Regions from separate parts of the Cyprinus carpio genome. Here region 1 is linked to region 2. A link is a contact called in public Hi-C data. All regions are on one chromosome and are shown on one strand. The core of a region is the stretch at or near the end of the contact, and the rest is flanking DNA. Distances in the headings are between cores, read along the strand shown. Region 1 overlaps LOC109066365 (PDZ domain-containing protein GIPC3-like). Region 2 has its middle 9.6 kb from the start of LOC109047695.

Region 1 (4,103 bases), core at 1,590-4,089, 150 kb after region 2:
TGGGTGACTTCGGCTTTCCTGACGTCTTTCTATTCGATGTTTGGGAGGCTATGGGAGACGTAAAGAATGGACGCATTTAGAGGTAATGCGAGTCCTAAAGTATTTTGAAGGAAAAAAGTTTTTTTTTTCTGTCTTGTAGTGAGATTGTTTTCATAAGTATAATTTTGGTACATTTTTATATTTAATTTACATATTAAAATTTAGGAGTTACATATGTTAGCTTTGCATATATATATATATATATATATATATATAGTCAAATATATCAAATATAAAAAAAATATAAAATATAATTATTTAACAAATATAATATTAATAAATTCATACTTTATATTCTTTTATCTATGCTAGTTTCAAATATATATTATAAAATGTGTGGTATATATATATATATATATAATATAAACACATAATATTTATCTATGCTAGTTTCAAATATATATTAAAAAAAATAAATAATATATATATAATTTTCCCTGATCTTTCATTTAATGATTCATTTGCATTGCCTCAAAATGTGTGGCAGTTTTCATATAGCGTTAACAACGTAAAAGTATATTTAGGTAAATAATGCTGTTTATTTCTTTGTTATACATAGCAAATTTATTTAATTTATAATATCAAACATTTTCAATAACTGAAATAAAATAGCATATAAATATTAGATTAAAAACTTACTAAATAATAAAAAAAAACTTAGAAATGTTGCACTAGCAACCAAACGAAATAACTATAAACTGGAAAAAATAAGAAACAATTTAATATAAAATTATTTAAACAAAAACTGTAGTAAAACTGAAAATATAAGAATAAAGGCTACTTTAAAATACTTTTAAAAAGTATATAAAAAATATAATGAAGTATTTAAAATTTTTTAATGAAATATTGTAGTTTAGTCCTAATACGTAATTGCTCTTGAATGGCTCTCAATGGAGATGCTTTTGAGAATCACACGTATAGTTACGAGATCTACCAGCACACAGAGAACACATAAAGCAGCTCATCTCAGGAGGCGTTTATTTACGGGCAGCTTTCAAACACACACACACTTACAGAAAACCATTAGCGGGTCTTTCTTCCTGACGCTGGACAAACATCATTAGAAGCTTCAGGCTAATGCTGTCTCACACTAGCACATGGTGTTCCTCGTCTGTGTTTTTCAGAGTACATCAGACATCTGAGAGACATTCGGCTTGATATGTGACGTCTGTCATCTGTTTTCATATACACAATCCTCCCAATTCCCATGCTGGTCCCGAGGAACGGAGAACGTCAAGGTATTAGCGGCTAATCGGCGCGCTAACGGAAACATTCAAGTGTGTAAAGCAGTATAAAGTAGGTCAAACTGTATTTCCCACCAAAGTGTACAGCTAACAACGGCGTAAACCAGTCTTTTAACATGTTTTACGTGATTAATTTGACTTTTAGAAGTATTATGATCAAATATATGTTAGCTTAGCTTAGCATTAGCCTAGCCTCTGTTTGTTTTGCATGAATATATCGTGTTACAGGTGAAATGAATGGTCTTTTATGATTAATGACAGATCATGTGACACGATTAGCTTGTGTATATAAAAATAATCAAATATTTAATCAGTTCTACGCACACATTCGATGTGTATTTAACTTAATCTACTACACGATTGTACGTTCCCGTTTTAGATGACCTGATGTGACACATTTGAATATGTGTGAAGATTAAAAACATACCACAAATGGACTTTTTGTGCGGTCACAATTAATTCACATCAAAGAGAGCCACCAAAATGGCTCATAAATCTCCTTTAGTCACCGTGAAATCAAAATTACCACTATTTACTTTGTAAAAACTAGTTTTTGGGTCTTATAGAGTCCAGAAGTAAAAATCCTATTCATTTTTTTTCCATCAATCAATGGTTTATCCGCTTTATCTTATTCAACTTACAAAAGAAAAAACTACATTACCCATGATTCTGCAGAAAAATTCCACCAATCAGAGAATGGTGACAAGAGCTCCGCCCACTCTGTGAATGATGCAACCTCTCTATGCTCTCAAACCACTTAAATATTTGTGTTTATATATATATATATATATATATATAAATTTAAGTAGATTAAGTATATATATATATATATATATATATATATATATATATATATATAATGTTATTTCCCTACAATAAACCTTTTTAAACCAATCATTTTCTATTTTGTCAACGTTTTTCTAATTTGACTGTCATTCGTAATTCGTACTTTCCATCAAGTATACTTCTTTGTCTTTTGTCTGATTTTCAAGTACTTTTTTGTTTCCAATCAGAGATTTGGGATTTACATCATAGCTTGTTGGTTTGATTGTGGCTTTAAACTCTTTACAGAAGACTTAAAAGAAAAAAAAAAATCTCTATGGATAAAATGAATGGAAAAAGTCCAGGAACTGCTGAAAAAAAAGTATATTTTAACTCCTCCCCCTCCAACCAATTGTCACTTATCATCATTCAATCACTGGCCAACTGATTAAATCAAGCCCCGCCCACTTTTCTGCTCTCAAAAACACCACATTACCGAATTTAACATGGTTTATTTGCAGCTAGTCATGCTAATGTTTATTTAGCATTAGCAGTCGTAGCTGTGAAATTGCTGCGGAAGAAGGAAGCTGATATGAATCTAGCTTGTGTTACTGATCCCTACTTGTTTTCCTGTTAGCCAAGCGCACACTACAAGACAGAAGCTCATTCTCATGATTATAGTCTGTGACCAAAAACCCCTTGCTTGTAGCCAACTCGTGTTTGCAGGCTATTGAGAAGTCGCAGACGCCAAGTGTTCACTGAGTCCAAAACATGTTTTTTATCAAAACATTGAACTGGTAGCCAAATGGCTCTATAACCTGCACAAAAATGTCCGTAAATCCATGTTGTTTACACACTAGAAACTGTCTTAAATGTACACTAGCTGATAAGCTTCTGTTCGCAGGGTACGCTAGGCTTAGCGACGCAGCTTGCCAAAAATTATCTCAACCAAAGATGCAAATACTGAACAGAACATTTGGCCAAAGCAATCCAAACACAAGAGGATTGAATAATGATTTTAATACAGCAATGCTTGGGTTTACATGCGAAATAAATGAGAGATCAAAACAGATCATTCACTCTGACAGCATCTGATGCTAACCTTGTGTCTGCTCGCACAAGAATAACCAAATTTGTGCTAGTTATGATACTTGTTTGATTCCTCAAACGAGAAGAACAGTCCATGACAAGGCCAGAAATAAACCAGAATCGCCTTCGTGGTGAAAGTTGCCATTTTATCCAAGTGTGTGGTCCTCATAGTCTTATCAGAAAGGAAAAGGAGGGTGTTTGTCCGGGAAGTGAGCCAAAACTGTACAGTTGTCCCAAAGCAAGCCCAGTCTGCGAGTTTCTGCCGTACATTTTCATCGTAGCCATTGAGTGTATATACAGACTTGCCTTTTTACAGATTTTTAAATACATTTTTGCTTTAAATTAGAGTTAATTTTGTGATTTACCTCCTAGTCGGCTGGTTTGGTTTGTTGCTTTTAACTCTTTAAAAAATCCCTTTGGGAAAAACACTCGAGGACCTGCTGAAAGTGGGTGGGACCGATTGTGCGAAGGCTCCACCTCCAAAATGACATCACTCTTATTTTTCCAACCCACCCCCCAGTAATCATCCAATCACTGGCCAACTGGTAAAATCAAGCCCCGATCAAGGACTCAAACCTACAGGTTTCTACTGAACGTTTTCATTAAAGCCATCAAGTACTCATCCTTGCCTTTTTGTCCAATTTTCAAATACTTTTAGCTTTAAATCAGACTATGTTGTGATTCACATTGTATCTGATTGGTTTGGTTCATGTTTGGGTTTAATTCTACTTGAATGGGAAAAACTCCAGGAACTGCTGAAAAAGTAGGCGGACACTATTGTGCAAAGGCTCCGCCCCCAAAACGACATCATCAGACATGCTTACTTTTCAACCCCTCTCCCTTCAACCATCCCTTTTCATCATCCAATCACCGGCCAACTCGAAAAATCAAGCTCCGCCCACTTTCCCACTCAAGCCTTGAAATTTGTACTGCACGTTTTCATTAACGCCATTAAGTACACATTCTTGC
Region 2 (4,276 bases), core at 1,049-3,548:
GTGTGTGTGAGAGTGTTTGTTAGTTATTGTATGTTTATGTGAGTGTGTGTGTGTGTGTGTGTGTGTTTGTGTTTGTGTGAGTGTGAGTGTGTGTGTAAGTGTGTGTGTGTGTGTGTGTGTGTGTGTGTGAGTGTGAGTGAGTGTGTGTGTGTGTGTGTGTGTGTGTGTGTGTGTGAGAGTGTGTGTGTGTTTGTGTTTGTGAGAGTGTGTGTGTGTGTGTGTGTGCGTGTGTGAGTGTGTGTGTCAGTGTGTCTGTGTGTGTGTGTGTGTGTGTGTGTGTGTGTGTGTGTGTGTGTGAGTGTGTGTGTGTGTGTGTGTGTGTGTGAGTGTGTGTGTGTGTGTGTGTGTGATGCTGTGTGTGTCTGAGTGTGTGTGTCTGTGTGTGTGAGTGAGAGTTTGTGTGTGTGTGTGTGTGTGTGTGTGAGTGTGTGTGTGTGAGAGCGTGTGTGAGAGTGTGAGTGTGTGTGTTTTTTTGTGGGGGGGTGTGTGTTGTGTGTGTAGTGTGTGTGTGTGTGTGAGTGCGTGAGTGTGTGTGTGTGTGTGTGTGAGCGCGTGAGTGTGTGTGTGTGTGTGTGTGTGTGTGTGTGTGTGTGTGAGTGTGTAATTTGTGTGTGTGAGAGAGTGTGTGTTTGTGTGTGAGTGTGTGTGTGTGTGTGTGTGTGTGTGTGTGTGTGTGTGTGTGTGTGTAAGTGTGTACGTACTCTTCTCGGCTCCGGAGAAGATGGAGATGATCTTGTTGCGCTTGCGCTCCTCAGGCACCGAGGGGAGGGGCTTGGAGCTGTGATTGACAGCCAGCGTGTCCTTCCCGCTGCTGAAGATGGTGCTGCTCATCCTGACGGGGGGCGCGGGCGGCTTGTCCTCCAGATCCCCATTATCACACATGGTCCGGGACGAGGAGAAAGGACAGAAAGGAGGAGTGGGTTTGCAGGAGGAGATAAAGAAAAGGAGGAGTTAGAGCTGCAGGAGCAGAAGGGAAGCAGAACGGAGACGAACAGCATCAGCAACAAACACAAACACATCTGCAGCAGGCTCTCGACTCTACTCCTCAGTTTAGTTACTCTTCATCATAATTCTGTGTGAAACTGCAATTATGCACATTATAATTATTGTGATAATCAAGTATAACATTGCAGTTAAATACAAAATATGTTTTTTTTACATTTATTTTATACCAAGATTTTTTTTTAATGGTTTTAGTTTAGTTTGGGTTTCAGTGAATGATGACAAATAAATAAAATAAATAAAACCCAAAACTTTATATTTTGCATAATTGCAATTTTATATTTAATCAGAATGAAGATAACTGAATGAACATTAATGGTAAAAAAAATATATATATTTTTTTTTTACTTTCCGCAGTTTTATATTTATCATGACAATAAAAATTAATAAGAAATTATATTTGGCAAGAAATTATATTTTATTATTACGTTACGATCAATTCTCATGGAAATAATGTCAGAAAAAATTAACAATAATTGTCCTAAGATACTAGTTAATTATTACTTTAAAATAATAATAATAATAACAATAATAAATGTGATTTTTTTTAAATAAGAAATTATATTTTGTATTAATAATATTAAGGTGATTTTTAGGATTTTTATGCTTAATCATCGCGAAAAAGTGTCAGAATAAGGTAATAAAAATTATCATAAAATAAAGAATAAAAACTATTACAATTAAATAATAAATTAACAGTAATGGGAATTTTTTAAAAATAATTATATTTTGCATAAAGGATATTCAGATGATTTTACGACCATCATAACAATCTTATGCTTAATCATCTTAAAATAATGTCAGAATAAATTAATAATAATTGTCCTAAAAATAAAATGACCTTAAAACTACTATGATAATAATAAATAATAGTTTATTTCACTTAATTTACGCAGAATATATTTTCAACCCCTAATAATTAACTCTTTAATTACAATCCAGGGACAGATTTCCTCTTAATTAATGGTCAGCGGTTAATTATTATTTTAGTGACGCGTTTCTGTTGTTTCGGTCTTCTACACACACAGAGAAAGCTCAAAGCTGCTACAAGCACACAGACGAGCCCTAGTGAGCGCCCTACACAGCCAGCGTGACGGACAGCACTCAAGCGCTCGCGGCTGCTGTCTAGGTAGGCAGCACACTAGGTTTCGGGACGCGGCCGGGGGTCTCGGGTTGTGTCGCGGCTCACCTGTGAAACTCACCGCAGACTTCAGCCGCTGTGTCCGGGAGGAGGAAGGTTTCTGCGCCGCTAGCGCTGCGTTTGGGGGGTTTTTGTGCTGGTTTGAGGAAGGGGAGGCGCCCAGCAGCGTCTCTGTCTGCCCTCGCTTGCAGCGAACAGCCAGCGACTGCTTCCGGTGCGACGGGATGCTGGGGAAACGACCGACAAAATAAAAGTCTGGCGAATTCAATTTGCTATTAACAAGTTACTTATAGTTACTAATATAATGTAAGTCATATAGTGCTTTTAAGAAGTATATATTATTAACTGTATTTATTATATAAACATTAATGCATTAATATGAAGGATTATAACTTTTTTAAAGATTTATATTTTATATATATTTGATCGTTTGGAATTGAATACTTGCGCACACACATATATATTTTAATTATATATATATATATATAAATAAATATATATATATATATATATATATATATATATATATATATATATATATATATATATATATATCAGGATGAAGATAACTAAATGAATATTAACGGTGAAATATAATAAACTTTTTTTTTAATCATTTCCGCAGTTTTATATTTAATCATCATGACAATAAAAATTAACAAGAAATTATATTTTATTATTACGTTACGATCAATTCTCATGGAAATAATGTCAGAATAAATTAACAATAATTGTCTTAAGACACTGGTTAATTATTTCTATAAAATAATAACAATAATAAATGGGATTTTTTAAAATAAGAAATTATATTTTGCATTAATAATATTAAGGTGATTTTTAGGATCATCGTAGCATAATAATTGCATTTATCAAAATTGCACACACACACACACACACACATATATATATTATAAAATAAAATACTGTAATAACAGACGGACACAAAATAGTCTTTTTTTAAACAAAGTACCATTCAGTTTTTATTTTTTATAAAATTAATTTATTTAATGACGGACGGAAAATAGTTTTTTTTTAAACAAAGTACCATTCAGTTTTCTTCGTCAGATTCGGAGAAATGTAGCGTTGCATCACTTGCTCACCAACTTAGTGAATGGGTGCCGTCAGAATGAAAACATCAGAATAATCCACAGCACTCAGTTCACATCTGGAGAAGACAAAAGAATTATTGCACAGCACTCCAGTCCATCAATTAACATCTGGAGAAAACTACAGCTGAAACAAATCCAGCATTAAGACGTTTTTAACTATGTTTAGAGTTTTTTATACATTGTTTGATATGTGCAGATTTATCTCCTGATTCACACCAGAACACTTTTTCACTGGAGGAAGTGTATTTTATTATGGATTATAGACATAGACTCGTATTTTACGTCTTAATGCTGGATTTGTGATTATTCTGATGCTTTCATTCTGACGGCACCCATTCACCGTGTTGGTGAGCAAGTGATGCAATGCTACATTTTTCCAAGGAGGACCTGAATAAAGTGAGCGATGAAGAGCTGGAGCGCAGGAAGGCCCAGATGGACGAGCTGTTCGTGCGAGAGACGTGCAGCTGGGATGAAGGGCAGTCCGATGAGGAGGTTTAGAGGATCGGAAACACTGGAACGGACTGATTCAGAATAAAAACACGTGGAGAACTGGTGCATCATGGGGCTTCTGTTGAAGTGTGATGATGATGAACATTAAATCTATGCATTTGCTGCTACATGTTGTCTTCTATGGTACTCGTGTGATTTAATTTTTTATTTTAAGTCTTATCCTTTCTTCTTTTAAATAAAACAGCATGGATAATATTGAAAATAATCGAATATTTAATTTAATAAATATAAAAAAATGTAAACCCCAAGGCTAAACATTTTTTTTTACACTTTGTTCTTTAAATATTAGCATTTTTTAAATAGCTATTTTTAGTCATACCAAAACTTATTTTTTAATAATAAAAATTTAAAGTAATTTAACTGCATATATATGCTTAAAATTTATTTTTATTATTTTAGTTGATGCAGTAAAATTAATTTATTTTTGTTATTTTAGTTGTTGCAGTTGAATTTGGAATGGTTTAAAATTTTTTTTTAATTTAGGTTTTTAACAAAACAAATAGAAATTACTAAA

What was found. Hi-C and Micro-C count contacts between places; a contact is called where the count stands out from the background.
Region 1: a contact with region 2 is called in a Hi-C map of liver, with 6 times the contacts expected there. The contact joins two enhancer-like sites. A contact is called at or near these places in 3 of 8 Hi-C or Micro-C datasets (liver and skeletal muscle).

What each region holds. Positions count from the first base shown.
Region 1 is chrA22:1,622,907-1,627,009 of ASM1834038v1, forward strand. LOC109066365 (PDZ domain-containing protein GIPC3-like) reads left to right here. Exons shown (of 7, transcript XM_042711633.1): 6 at 1-82; 7 at 1,164-1,720. The coding sequence ends at 80. LOC109080147 (thromboxane A2 receptor-like) reads right to left here. Exons shown (of 5, transcript XM_042711637.1): 5 at 3,049-4,103. Among protein-coding and RNA genes, the nearest start is that of LOC109066365, 12 kb to the left of the region's middle. Within about 2 kb of position 2,840, at least 1 of the 8 cell types and tissues checked has an H3K27ac peak or open chromatin away from gene starts, as enhancers often do. A contact at or near this core is called in liver, where this site is marked.
Region 2 is chrA22:1,476,178-1,480,453 of ASM1834038v1, forward strand. It overlaps the pseudogene LOC109047470. Among protein-coding and RNA genes, the nearest start is that of LOC109047695, 9.6 kb to the right of the region's middle. Within about 2 kb of position 2,299, at least 7 of the 8 cell types and tissues checked have an H3K27ac peak or open chromatin away from gene starts, as enhancers often do. A contact at or near this core is called in liver, where this site is marked.